2 separate regions of the Mus musculus genome follow, and region 2 is linked to region 1. The links are chromatin contacts, called in public Hi-C maps. All regions are on one chromosome and are shown on one strand. The core of a region is the stretch at or near the end of the contact, and the rest is flanking DNA. Distances in the headings are between cores, read along the strand shown.

Region 1 (7,544 bases), core at 1,053-3,552:
TGACTATTGGAGTCTGGGTCTCAAAATATGTTCTGTGCACTCAGCCTCAAAGACTTACTGTCAAATGGAGGCTATATTATTTAGTCAAGATCAGATTTAAAGATAAGTTGGACTTTCAATTAAACACATTCTCTTGACAATATTCTTCTATTCAGAGCAATTAGCAGGGTGGCACAGAAGCAGACAACCTTACACATCTCCCCAGGCATGCACATTCATTAAGTATATGCTGAGATATTGTTTTCCAGAGCTTCCCAAAGCATAGACCAGACACTTTAAGTGGTGCAGGGTGTGGTTTAGGGCAATATAACCAGAGAATTAAAGAATGTAAAAAAAACATATCATGGGAATGTCATTTCCTTTTGTAACTTCTCCTCTCTGATGGCAGAAGAAAGTTCCAGGTTGTTGTGAACTGGCTCTGAACACCAGCTACTGTTAATCTCCATTTCAAACAGAGAAGAGATCTTAATCTTCCAGCCTTTGGCAGGCAACAGAATTGAACTAAATAACATTATTTTGCGTTTGCTTTACAGTTACTTTCTCTCTCTCTTTTTAAGATAACTTAAACATTTTAAAACCACCTGAAGCTTGCAGAGTTCAAATTCACTGATCATTTTTTCCACAACCAATGGAAAAAAAGTGTGGATAAGATCCACCCCCTAATTATTCAACAGTGTAATTCTTACCAGCGATGTCACTCTTTTCATAACCACAACCTAACTATTAAAATGAGGAAATTTCCATTCAAGCTACAGACACCCCTTGAGGTTAGCCAATGGCATCACTTGCCCTTCAAAGCAGAATGATAACACACTCTTGTCCCATGCCTTTAGTCTGCTCTGGGGAGCAGCTTTCTAGTTGTCCTTTGACTTTCACAACTTGGACACTTTGAATGTCACAGGCTAGTTATTTTGTAGAAAGCCCCTCAATTTGCATTTGTCTGGCATTTCTTCGTGATTAAATTCATATTACAGGAGTGAGAGAGATGGCTCAGTGAATAAAAGCATTTGTTACTCTTGCAGAGGACCCACGTTCATTTCTCAGTATTCACATGGTTGCTCACAACCATCCATAACTGTAGTTTTGGGGGATCTGACCCTCTCTTGACTTACACAAGCACTAGGTACACACACTGTGTAAAAATGCAGTCAAAATATTCATACACATAAAAAAAAATAAGATTCCACATCTTGGTATAGTATCACAGAAATGATGCTATGGCATCAGCACTGTCTCCTAGCGAACATCACGTGATATTGATGCTCTCTGCTGCTGCTGCTGCTGCTGCTGCTGCTGCCATTGACTGGGACTGCTTGTTGGAGGTGGTGTCTGCTGGATTTCTCCATGATAGAGAAAACTGCTCTGGAATCTTCCGTTATAGAAAGGAATGTTAAATCTATAATACTCTGTCCTCATAAAAGCTTAAGGGCTCATTTTAACATCCATTTGCGTTTCATAGATACATTGATTACTAGTTTGATGGTTGCCAAACAGTGAAATTATAATTCCATCGTTCCTTCTGCTGAGATAAAAGGCTTTGTCTTTCCCCCCATTTACTTGTTTTTGCCTGACTGGACTCATCAATTACTATGTTATTTAATGGGTTATAGTTTTATACTTACTAGCCATTTTTGATATTCATGTTGCTCCAGATCTGACTAACAGTAGCCTCTCTGGTCTCTCATCTTCAGCCTCTCCCATCATTCTCCAGGAACTTCCTTGCACTGGGGACCATTCCCCAGATCCTTTACTGTGAGCTCTTACACCCGCCATGGTATCCTGGCAAATGAGGACTGGTGTTGCTAGTTGGCTGGTTGCTATTCAGATACGACTGTCTTCAGGTCTTCCCAACTGTCTTTATGCACACATATATCTACAATGTATTCAGGTACACACATATAAAGACACATCTATCGAGGCACATAATTTCTGTATTTAGTGGTCTCTCTGCCTTTCATAAATTCATGCTAGCTCCAGCTCAAAACCTCAGTTTCAGTCTCATTTTCTCTCTTTCCATATTCTTAACTCCCTTTCCAATAGTAAGAAATCTGGCTTCCATGAGCAATGATCTAATTCCTTCTTGGCTCCTTCCCTGTAGCCTCTCCAGCCAAAGCTATGCTTCTGTGGCTCTGAAACCACTCTACGGGTCATCTTCCCTCCATCCCACCATGTTTGGTTATCATTGTCTTACAGTCTCGGTGTTGGTTCCAAAATCTTTGCAAAGTCTGACAAGTTCTGACGCCTGCTCTGTCTCTCAGACTGTGTACTTTGCCCCCTCGGTATGCCTTGTAATTTGCTTCCTGAGATGGTTAGTCATGTAAACAGAACTTTGGTGAATAAGCCTTTTGTGATGTGGTGGCCAGGCTTCAGGGACAGAACGCATTCGAGTAGTGATGGGCCTCCAGGTCTTCCGATGGGTCTAGGAGCCAAACGGTGGATCACAAGTGCTTCTGAGTGTCCTTCCCATCCTCATGAGATGAGGTGGACAGCGTTAGCAAGAGCACAGGCTTTGGCTGTGTCAAGCAGTCTGTCTGTTGCTCCTGCTGAAAGGACAAGAGTATTCTCCAATATTTACCGTAGACCCTCTAGAGGTAAAAGTCACAAAAATAGGACCACTGTGCCTGGATTCCCACAGAGTTTAACTCTCTGGTTCACACTGAGGCTCTTGAAGTTATAATTCAAATTTTCCTACTCAAGGATGGAAGCCACAGAGGCTCAGCTCACAGGGTTCTGCAGAGGTGGGTGTGAGTCTCTGTACTCACTTGTATCCTATCTCCAGGTTGGTGAACCAACTTATAAATCTAAGGAGGGCTGAGATTTTTAGACATGTTCAGCCTCCTGTTTCAACAGATTCACAACTTTTAATCTCATGTCAGACTGGTAACAGAAAGTATAAAACTCATTTTATAAATATGTCTGTCTGGATTAAAAACAGAGTTTGAAGGACAACATTATTGATACAATTAGTATTCTAAGCTTAATTTTAGGAAACATTTCTGTGGCCCAAGGACATTGGGGTAGAGTCAGTGTCTGTTTTAACCACTTGCAAATGCATATGTAGGTCTTTAATCACACTGAGTTCACATGTATATTCCAGGGGCCATCTGTCCCTGATACAAAGGGTCTGGCCGGCACAGGGCTGTCAGTGTTGATTTATGAGCTCCTGTATTTGGGGACACAGCTGCTCGAGGTTGCACAGGCTCAACTCCCGAGGGCAACTTGCTGGACACTTGCCTCTCCTGGGCAGTGTGTACCTGTGTAGCTCTCCAGACCTCAGGAATCCTACTTCCTTTTCCATGCCCACTTTGCCTACATTGTCTCTCCCCTTTCTCCTGAGCTGCTTAGAGGAGTTGCCCTCTTCTTGTAGGCCAGCTCAGCCTAGAAAGCCATCTCTCAGCAGGGTTGACTTATACCCCTTCAGTACAATTGTGAGACTTATGTGGGAACTTACTCAATATCTATGTCCCTGTTGGTGACTCTGTTCACTGCATGTCCTCTCTCTTTACAGACGTTTACTTGTCTTGGAAGTGTGGAAGAGCAGAGATTGACCTTCATGCCATAATTGCATGCTACAAATGTACGTGTGTGTGTGTGTGTGTGTGTGTGTGTGTGTGTGTGTGTGTGCCTTGCATGCGTGTGCTTAAGTGTGTAGAGAATGTTTCACGAAATATGAGTTTTCTTCTCACCATCCTCAGGATGCATGAATCAATCACCTACCAGCACCCCATCTCTATCAGGGGTGTGCCACATTGTACAGTTTGAAGCCTTCCTCCCTGTGGACATGTCTCACCATGGCTGCCCTGGGACTTAAATGCCTCCCTTTCAACTTCAGCTCAGTCAATGTGCAGGAAGGAAATGTGAGTTCATTTGCTCTCTTCTATGACCTTGACGGTTAGTAAAAGCTGGAGGGGCCATCTGGAGTTGGATCCTTGCCACTGGAATAGACAGTGGAGGCCAATCAAACATGTCCTGCTGACTGTCCCATGCCAAACCTGGTCCTCTCATCTCCTAGTAGGTCTCTGAATCCCTGGTGCTCTTGTTGCACTGACTTTTTCTGGGGAGACATAAACACGTGTCTATTTGTCCCAGATAAAGCACCAACAATAGAACAAGCTAAAGAAATGATTCCGAATCCAGTGTGGTTGCAAATATGTGAGCTGGAGTTATTTATAGGAGCATGGGAAACTTATAGCTGGTTAGACCATCAAAGAGGGCTCCCTCCCCATAACCTTGAGACCTTCATGCACTGCCTGATGGAACAAAGGTGAGCCCAGTATTGTGAAGGTAAGCTGTGGCTTACCACAGCTGCTTTGATGTCAAGACAGCAACAGCCTTTCCACGTCTGGAGAACAGCGTACACAGCAGCCCCTCATGACTTTTCTCTTTCTGCTGAAGACAGCAAATCTCTTCCCATTTTTTTTTTAAACCAAGAAGCTGACTGATACAGCCCTTGCCTTTGAGGCAAGAAAAACAACCCATCCAGAACAGAGATTATTGTGATTAGAAAGCACGCCAATGTTCCCAGCTCAGTGCCTGGATATGAAAATTAAATTTATAGAAAACTTTGAGTGTGTCAGGCCCTGGGATAAGGAGCTGCGACCCTTAGCTCATGAATCCTCAGGGTGATTCTGTGAAGACGGGAGAGCTGCACTGTCAAGGTGGACGCTAGGGTACAGGGAAAACAAGAGCCTCCTCAAGTCCACAGAACGAGGCTTTGCTTCTGCTTTAAAGTCTTTACAAAGTCTCTTCCCTCTCCATGTCTGCATCTTCTTCTGCAGTTAGGCTTCTGTGTGGGAGGCAGCCACAGGAACCATGATTGTGGGACACTGCCTTCAGGTAACGTCCCACGAGCCCTGTCTCTGTAAACTCTGGGAGTAATCAGTTGGAGATGTCAAGCAGAACTGCATCGGCCTCTTTCTCCCTTCCAGAAATATGTCCACAACGCCAGGTGCTGAGGCAGAACTCAGCGGAGGAAGGCAAGTTACTCACAGACTAGAAGCTTCCTGAAGATATGACTTAGGCAAAATAGTGTAAACCAAAGAGGGAACGCTGAATACAAACCGGCAAGTGTCTGGTCCCTGAAAGGATACCTGAGAGGGCCCTGAGAAGTTCTGCAACATTCCTGGTCTATAATGTCCCTCCTCATAGCAGCACCATGCTCTGGCCTTCTGGGACATCTGCTTTGACAACTGGAACTCCTCATCTAGAGTACCAACTTACAACTAGGTTTCTAAAGGTGAATCGTAAACCAGGCAAGGGGACCAAAAAGGAATGCATCACTTTCTGAAACAGGTGGACCTGTATGCTCACAGTGAGGCTTCAAGCTCTGTCTCTTTTGTCTTGGCTTGGCTCTCCTGGGCTATACCATGGAAGAAAAGAAAGCCTGGCTTTTCCTCTCTGTGTTCTCTGTTGGCCACCTTGCCTATACCATCTGGATTTGGGTGGAATCTGAAAAAGAGGAAAAGAAACTGTGTTCTCAGAACACAAGCCCCACATCAGATCTCTGCAGACCAGCTCACTTCTGCTCCTAAGGTCTCCCTTAGAGTGTGAGTCCTGCCTTCTCTCCTCTTGTATTTGTTTCTCTCTCAACCAGTAACTGGCTGGGTAGAGTCTCAGTTGTAATCTTTCAATGTTATGGTGGACTCTGGAAGAAGAAATTAAAAGGAGCCTCTGTCAATCGGCCTCCAATTGCTTACAATCAAAGCAAGGTGTGCACTCCTCTTCCAGCCCAAGAGCCTCCTCGCATTTTTTTGGGCACTCCCGTTGTCATAAGTACCTTTTCCACCTGATCTGGGTCATTTGCTGTGGAGCAGAGGGGTGTGAAGTGGAGAAGCAGCTCTGTCCTGAAGAATAGAGGGCAGAGCTGTTGTGCCATCCAGGAAGGGGTCGAGTCCAAGCTCCTTCCCTTCCCTCCTCGGCAGAGCTCTCGGGTTATTGAGCTGGCGGCAAATGTTAACAGGGTCCGATTTGACTTTATCTGACTGCCATTAGCGCTTCTGTAATAATCCATAAAGCACAGATCGTGCATCAAATGCAAGTTTACCGTGTAAGAGATCCATCTTCACCATGTTAATTGAACCTTCGGAGCAGATGGGTTTCCTTTGCAAGCCACATTTTATTACGTTTCATTAGCATCATGCTAATGGCAGTACAATAGCAGAAACTCTGGACATTAAAACAATTTTCTGATGGCTCAACTACATTTTCTGTGCCGTTAACTTGACGGCTGGCCTGGTGAGTCAGAGTTTCCTGCTTCTTTCTCTCTTTCTCTCTAAAGTCCCGAAGCACTTCACAAACCAGGCTTATAAAATTTAGGTTGGTTCTTCCTAAACTAAGATTTTGTTAAAACTATTAAGTTTTTTGGCCTCTGGACCATCTTGGTCTAAAGGTCTATCCTGGGGCCCAGAGTGTCCTTCTGTCCCTTCTGTTTCCTGCCTGTTCGAAAATGAGTTTGAAGTTGTTGGCATTTAGTCTAGGCTCCGCCCCACAGTTGCCTGGCAATAGCTAGGTGTGCCTGACTCACTATAAAAGAGCTGCTTACCCTCTCCTCACTCTTTTACCTTCTTGCTCTCCACAGCTCTGTCTTCTAGCCCCTTCCTCCTCTCTCCCCATTCCTCTTCCACCTCTCTCTCTATGTGCTCATGACTGATCGCTACTCCTCCACTCTTTCTCTCTCTCTCTCTCTCTCTCTCTCTCTCTCTCTCTCTCTCTTTCTCTCTCCCTTTCTCTGTCTCTACTACCCCCTTAACTCCTCTCCCTATAACCTGAATAAACTCTATTCAAAACTATATCATTGTTGTTATGTGTGGCTGATACCTCAGGGGGAAGGGATGCCTGAGCATGGGCCTGAATAGGCATCTCCTTCCCCAATACCTCATCTCGCCTCCACCAAACATATCTCTGGTCTCTTTCTTGTTATATATAAATCACAACAGAAGTATCTTGTAGTCTTCTCTCGGTGTCAAGGTGTCGAGGGTCTCAGCTTCAGGAGCCCCACACATATCAAATCGGTATGTACCTATTCTTCTATAAGAGAGCAGGCTTACTTATAGTCTAAGCACATAATCTCATGCTTTTAAAATCATCTCTAGTTACTCGTAATACCTAATACAATATAGGTGCCATACTGATAGTTGTTTACACTGTATTTATTGTCTAGGGAACAATAACAAGAAAAAAATGTCTCTACATGTGCAGTGCAAATTTTTTTTTCATATTAGTTTTGACCTGAAGTCGATTGAATCTATTGAAGTGGAAACCATGGACATGGGAAGCTAGCCAACATATCATTATATGGATATTTGGATAACATTTTAAAAGACCATCATGAAAGAGATGCTTAAATCCAAATCCTTACATCATCGATTCCTACTTGTGTGCCCTTGGGGAACTATATTGTTTTAAGCTACGTTTCCTGTCTATGTGATGGCATCAGATTCCCTGGTTCAGGACTGCAATCAGCACTTGATGGGCTGTGGCTGCAGGAACTGAGGCAGAGATGGAGCCAGGAGTCATTTCAGGCCTTTGAGGTCCGTGGCAGGGCC
Region 2 (7,432 bases), core at 140-2,639, 110 kb after region 1:
CAGCCACCATGCAAGGCTGTCGGGACCAGTCTTCACAAAATACAGTGAGCTTGGTGATGGTAGATGTTGGCATGTGTTCACGTGGGGCATTTTCTACAAGATGCTGCCTCTGGCATATTCAAAAGACAAAGAATACAGAAAAACCACGAAAGTTTAGACATCTGTTCTTCTCTTGGTCGTTCTTCATAAAATGAGAACTGCGGTCATGTGGGCATCTATCATCTTAAGTTTCCTGAAACCCAGTCTCCTGGAGTTGCCTCTTGCCTCCTCTACTGTGGTAGTCTTAATGCAAATTAATTTTAAATGCTCACCTTTGCTACAGAGACCAGGTAACCCAGAAAAGGATACTTTAGCTCTAGGTTTTTAATGTTGATGAGATACTTCAGACAAGGGTGAAAAAGGTTAGCAGCCATTCATTGTGGTAGTAACAGAGGTGACAGTGGCACACTTGAAAGGCAGAACAGCTCCACCACCTTCCATCTTGCTCATACAGCTCCATTTGTATACAGGTCAAAGGTGATTTCTGGAGCATGCAGTGAGGGCCCTAAGTGATGCAGACTTGGAAGGGTTTACACAACCTGCGCAAAGCCACTAGCCTCTGACCTGGGGCCACGCAGCTGGTAAGCTGATCCTGATTTCCAGATGCTCAACATTTATGACTAAATCACAAGAAGAAGCCATGGACCTCCAGGGGGATTTGTGGCTGCTACAGCTTTCACATACTTGTCTCCCTAAAATTCCAGGTGCTAATTAATATTAAGACATAGACGTGTAGGTGATAATTAGAATAGGAGGGCCCCAACCTCGTGAATGCATGGACCTCCATTCCTTATGCTATGTGGGGACAAAGCTTCTTTCCCCCTAGAAGGACACACACACACACACACACACACACACACACACACGATCTTGGAAACAGAGTGAACCTAATTTGCTAGTGCTATTGCCTTGGGTTTGCCAACTGCCAACAGTGTAAGAAATACAGTCCCATTCTTTACAAATTACCCAGTTTGTGGTGTCTTGTTAAAGCAATAGGACAAGGCTGAGGTAATGATGAAGCAGAAGGGTTCCCATACCAAGGCACCATTAAACTGGGGTTGCCCGGGGAAAGGGGCATAAGACTACAAAGGAAGTTCCAAACAACGTCTCTAGCTTGTCCATGGTGCCATCTTTTCCCATCAAACATCCACTCACCAACCATATGTTTGGCACACTGTTCGTTGTTTGTAACAAAGTGATGCTTAAAGAGCTTGTCTGGGCATCAAGACCGCAGCTGACCTCTATGTGTGCACAGAGCCTCCATCCCTGGGCCACCACCCCTCCTCTGGCAGAGCACTCCTGCCTGGAAGCAGGCCTGGCACTCAGCCTCTTACATCACACCTCCTGCTCACTGCTTCCCAGTTTACCTTCTGCTGAGAGTCTGACTCACCCTGGGGATGAAGCAGGGCTACCTCCCTAGGCTGTGGGTTTTCTTTTTCTCTGTTTCCTCACTTGTTATAAGAGGGGGGGAAAAAAGCAATTGCCTGGTGTGGAAGTTGGTGTTAAAAGAGTGTATCTGACAGAAAACAAAGGGTTTATTCTACTTTATTCATTCTATGCTTTTAAGAAGAATTTCCATGCAAAACAGAGCTGAGAAAAACACAGTGGACAGGCTCACAGAGGGAGCCAAGCAGAGCCTATCACAGCTTTGGTTGCTGCTGGGATGAACAGCTATGGCTGATGCTGGAGGAGAGGGCAGCAGAGGGAGGGAGCAGTGCCTGTCCTTCCTTTCAAAGCATCAGATAAACCTCAGAACCCAAGGACTCTTGCTAATGTATGCCAATGGCCTCCACTCACACTGAAGACTTCTGGGAAATGAAAGAAACTCTCCACTGACACCAGCTAGTTAGTCCACTGCCATGACACCAGCTAGTTAGTCCACTGCCTTAATACCAGTTAGTTAGTCCACTACCATGACACCAGCTAGTCCACTGCCATGACACCAGCTATTTAGTCCACTGCCTTAATACCAGCTAGTTAGTTCACTACCATGACACCAGCTAGTTAGTCCACTGCCATAACACCAGTTAGTTAGTCCACTGCCATGACACCAGTTAGTTAGTCCACTGCCATAACACCAGTTAGTTAGTCCACTGCCATGACACCAGCTATTTAGTCCACTGCCCTAATACCAGCTAGTTAGTTCACTACCATGACACCAGCTAGTTAGTCCACTGCCATAACACCAGTTAGTTAGTCCACTGCCATGACACCAGTTAGTTAGTCCACTGCCATAACACCAGTTAGTTAGTCCACTGCCATGACACCAGTTAGTTAGTCCACTGCCATGACACCAGCTGGTTAGTCCACTGCCATGACACCAGCTAGCTAGTTCAGAGTCAAACTTGCAGTACAGACCCTTCGACTATTACTTTCAAACCACAGATGTAAACTTCCCCTAAACTAGTAATTTGTGAGATTGCTTTAGACAGAGATAGTCCTACTTAAGCACCTGCTTAAAAAAAAAAAAAAAAAAAAAAAGTTAAGAAATGTGGTCTGTGTGAGTCAGCACCCAAAGCAACCCTCTGACAACTCGGGTTAGCCGAAGACTAGATGAAGACAAGATGAAGGGTCATGAGAGTCATGGCAGCACAGAGAGAAGTGGCAAAGGGACACAGAACTGCATCTTCACCCACACGTAGAGCAGACCCACCATAAATATCTGTTGTGTCAATGAATTAATTGTTGTGTGTAGAGATTAGGGGCTTATTTCCCACATCACAGTTTCAAAATATGAGCAATGGCTCTGACGCTGCAAGTCTAGGTCTAGCCTTAGAGGAGGCAGAAGGACAGTGCCTCGCTGAAATTGTTTTCTTTTATTGAGACAAGGGTTTGCTGTATAGTTCAGACTGCCCTGCCCTGGAACTTTCACAACCCCCCTGCCTCTGGCTCTTAAGCGATTGAATTTTAGGCCTGTGCTATCACACCCAGACAGTTGCAATCATATTGAAATCTGAGTAAAAGGCAGATGTCAACTCATCTGAGGCTTTAATCCAGTTTGTTCTGCTATAATAAAATACCACAGGCTGGGTAATTTATAAAAGTAAATGAATATATTTCTTACAGTTCTGGAGAACAGAAAATCCAAGATAGAGGGGCTATATCTGCTGAGGACCTTCTAGCTACTCTGTAAAGCGGCAGAAACCATCATGTGGGCAAGAGCACATACAAAGTCGAATCCAGCCTCAAGCTCTTTTATGATCAACATCAAACCATTCACAAGGGCGAGGCCCTGTAACCTAAACACCCCTCACTGGGCCTGTCTTCCAGTACTGCTTTACTCGAGACTAAGTTTCCCACTTGTGCTTTGGGGACGAGACTTTCGAGCCATAGCATGAGATCTGAAAAGCTGTGTTGTCCCTGAGCTAGCAGTGGCACTTGTATCTCATGGTATCTTTTGGGCAGGGTGTCTTATGTGAACATCCTCAGGAGGTTGGGGGCAATCGTCACTTCCATCTGAGGGTTCTGAGTGCTGAGCCTTCTACAGAAAAAAGGACAAAATTAAAAACCCTCATAGGGTGTGATTTTTCAGACATACAAATTCATCTCTGTATTTACATAAATCCGGAGATTTCTGTGCTGGGAGCTGTGATCAAAGGAAGAGGAAGTGCCTGCCTGATTTCACGCCAGAAAAGAAGCATCCTTGGAGACTGCGATCCTATTGAGACCCTCAGTGTGTGTGTGTGTGTAGACAAAGTTGCTCAGCCTGATGCATTTAAAACCTGTCAGATGCTTTTCAAGCAGAAAATACATAACTCATGCAGGATCCACAACACTTAAAACCCCCGCCATCATTCCCAGCGGAATTCAGTCTTCCATCTGTCCACCAGCCCCCATTCAGTGCTTCCTGGGTTTTTCAGTTCTACACTCATCCTGGTAGAATTCCTGGAGAGCCCAAGGAAAATGCATTCTGGTCCCGACAGAGCCAGACATCAAACGTGAGGATCACAACTTGTGCCCCAAGCCAGGTCTGGCCACTTATCCTCCATAAGCCAATTAAAAGAGCCAAATTAATAATGAAAAGCAGACAAAGATTTATTCAATGTGGACACACTGGGCAAGGGATCAAAGAGATCCAGTAAACCCCTCAAGTCTGTCTGCTGGGATGCTGAGGTTAAAGTTTAAACAGAGGGCCAAGGATCGGCACATATAAACAGTTCTGTCAAGATGTGGTCCCGTCCACCACTGACCCATCCTTGTCTGGGCTTCAGTCTCATTTTATGATGTGGTCTGGCAGGGTGTTAGAACTTCGAGGACTCACTTTCTGGGACACGAATCCTCCCTCTAGCTGGCACCTTTTCCTTCTCCTGGTGTGAGATTCCTGGGGAATGCCCATTTTCGGGGAAGTGTCCATTGTTTCAATAGTCAGACAGTCACATTGAAGACATAAGTGTCTCTTTAGAATATCTCATTTCTACCAGACCTGTTAGAAGCTGGCCACACTATCCTTTCCTACCCTGGGCCACAGACCCAAAATAGGATGCATCCCCTCTGTCTTAGATAGGGTTTTACTGCTGTGAACAGACACCATGACCAAGGCAAGTCTTATAAAAACAACATTTAATTGGGGCTGGCTTACAGGTTCAGTCAGAAGTTCCATCCATTATCATCAAGGTGAGAGCATGGCAGGCATGGTGCAGGAGGAGCTGAGAGTTCTATGTCTTCATCCAAAGGATGCTAGTGGAAGACTGACTTCCAGGCAACTAGGGTGAGGATCTTATACCCACACCCACAGTGACACACCCATTCCAACCAGGTCACACCTATTCCAACAAGGCCACACCTTCAAATGATGCCACTCCCTGGTCCAAGGATATACAAACCATCACACCCTCCTTCCCAGAGACCACTGGGTCAACAGCTCTGGATAGGGAAGATATCTGTTGGTTCAGAGGGAGGGGTTACTGTATTAGCCAAGCATCTCATAAATGTCAAATAGAGGTCCAGCCCCTTGCATGTTGGTCCTGATGCTCAGAGGGTAGACCATGAGAGGCTTCCATATGCTTGGGCATTAGTGGAAGCCTTCTCTAGACTACTCATCCCTCAACACTCTGTCTTGAAAACGGGGGCGGGGTTGGGGAAGATGGAGGATGGGAGATGGGGCATGGGGCATGGGGAGGCCCATGGCATGGGGCAAGACACCACGGCAGGGAGACCACAAGACAAACGCCAAAGGCTTCCTGTTTGCACAAGGATCTAGGAACTATAGTTCCAAGTTATTTATCTTCTCCTGTAGAGTTTTCTGCTCCTAGGGGAGAACCAAAGACAGTGTGGGCAAAAGTCCTGCCTGGATTTTGCCTCACAAAAATCACAGACCCACCGAAGGACCGTAAAGGGCTAAATTGTAGGTGCGCCCAAAGTATATACTGAAGTCATTGGCCCAGGGACCCTGTAATTAATGCTGCTCCTTTGGAATCCATTTTCAACCAGAAAGAGTGATTTTGGTTTGGTTTGGTTTGGTTTGGTTTGGTTTGGTTTGGTTTGGTTTGGATTTTTTGTTTTTAGGTCTTTTCAGAATGCAAAGATCTCATTTGATAAGCACTGGTGTATGTCCTTCGTGATGAATTGATCATTCTAAGTAAATACTGCCCAAGATGTGAATGACAATAAGAATACTGTGGCCGCTCAGCAACATGGGGAAATCAGACTTCAGCAGGGACCCATTTTCCACTGCCATGTCTTTAAATCACAGGGAATAAAGAAAGCCTTGCATGTTGAATCCACTGTTGCCCCATCCAGGTTCTATTTCCTGATATATTAAATAGCTCCAATTTACAAGTTTTCTTGCTTTCCTAGCTATTCTTAACCATGCTTTCAAAACCCCTCAACTCTTCCCTAGTTCCCCATCCAAATCTCCATCCTGCTTTTCCAAAGAGAGCTTCCAGAGTAGTACTGAACTGGAACAACACTTCCTGCATACAATAGGTACTAAATGAATGCTCAGATAGGTTACACAAGTCCTTTATCTTAATCTTAGCCTGATGGAGAACTACAGAATCAGAAACATACTGACCACGCCTAGCCCCCAACTCTCCTTTGCTCTCTCCCATGCTTGTTACGCAAAAGTCATCACTCAGAATCAGTTTCCCATCGGCATCCTTGGAAAAGTCCCCTCAAAGGAAGAATCCCCCTGAGTCGTGGTTTAGAGATGAAGCACAGAGAACAGCTTGCATCAGCTACACACAGCCGCCTGTACCTACCAACACAAGGCCAATAGGTCAGACTGGGGAGACATTCTGATGGAGCCTCGGTGGCAGGGCCACTGCGGAGGAAGGAAGCCACGGTCTGCCAAATGAGGTGTGGAGCCAAGTACATTACCTAGATCCTAAATCACACAATTAGTCATGAAATAATCTTTGCTTTGTCTTTCTCTCTTCCTCTCTTTGTAAGCAGCTCTGCCTTGGACTCTATACCCCTGACCACAGCAGCCTCTAGTGGCAGCAAGCTGGAGCACACAAGACAGCAAAGGACCCCAGGAGGAAGACTTTGCAGGGTCTGAGGTTAGCAAACATACTGTTATTGCTATGTTCATACCAACATTGTGAAAACGGAGAGGCCTAGGGTTCCCTGTGGTGGGGACGTTGAGTAAGGGGTTAGTAAGAGAGAGAATCTGAGCCTCCCAGCCATTGGTTCAGATGCAAGAAACGGCAGCCAGGCCCTGAGTAGAGTCGTATCCAGAAGAATGAGCTGTCAGAGAGGAGGTGGACCACCAGGCTTCACCCAAGGGCTTATGCCTCTGATTTTCCACATGCCCTCACAAATATCTGACAGCTGCCAAAGTAAGACAAATGTGACAGCATCCTTGACCAAACAGAGAAATTTTCTCTTCCCAGGGAATGACTTAAAAACCTCAGACTCATCGACTGGATGACAGCTGAAGGAACTTTTCCCAGAGAAATCACAACCACAAAAGCACATTGGAAACATTCTAGCAGAGCTTCAGGATATTCATCTCAGCATTGGATGGATGCTGAGCCTGAATCTCACAGGGAGCCTGTCATAGCTTTAGCCGTCAGCTTGACACAAACCTGGAGCCACAGGGGAGAGGGAATCTTAACTGAACGCTTGCCTATGGGCTTGTCTGTGGAACACTGTCTTGATTGATGATGTAGGAGGGCCCACTATGGGTGGTACCATCCCTAGGCAGCTATGAAAGAAAGCTGAAAGTAAGCCTGGGAACAAGCCACTAAGCAGCATCCCTCTATGCTTTCTGCTTAGTTACTGCCTACAAGCTCCTGCCATGAGCTCATGTCCTGACTTTCCTCAGTAATAGACTTTTAAAATGAAGTGCAAGTTGAAATAAATAAACCCTTTCCTTCCCAAGCTATTTTGGCCAATGTTTTATCACAGTAACAAAGAGCAAATGAGAACAGAGTCCACTTTGACAAATCCT

What was found. Hi-C and Micro-C count contacts between places; a contact is called where the count stands out from the background.
Region 2: a contact with region 1 is called in a Hi-C map of pancreatic cancer cells, with 2.0 times the contacts expected there. The contact joins two enhancer-like sites. A contact is called at or near these places in 11 of 484 Hi-C or Micro-C datasets (the C2C12 cell line, adipose-derived mesenchymal stem cells, cerebellar granule neurons and 7 more).

What each region holds. Positions count from the first base shown.
Region 1 is chr8:86,356,574-86,364,117 of GRCm38.p6, forward strand. No RefSeq gene overlaps it. Among named protein-coding and RNA genes, the nearest start is that of Gm33687, 81 kb to the left of the region's middle. Within about 2 kb of position 2,303, at least 11 of the 459 cell types and tissues checked have an H3K27ac peak or open chromatin away from gene starts, as enhancers often do. A contact at or near this core is called in pancreatic cancer cells, where this site is marked.
Region 2 is chr8:86,469,557-86,476,988 of GRCm38.p6, forward strand. No RefSeq gene overlaps it. Among named protein-coding and RNA genes, the nearest start is that of Abcc12, 93 kb to the right of the region's middle. Within about 2 kb of position 1,390, at least 16 of the 459 cell types and tissues checked have an H3K27ac peak or open chromatin away from gene starts, as enhancers often do. A contact at or near this core is called in pancreatic cancer cells, where this site is marked.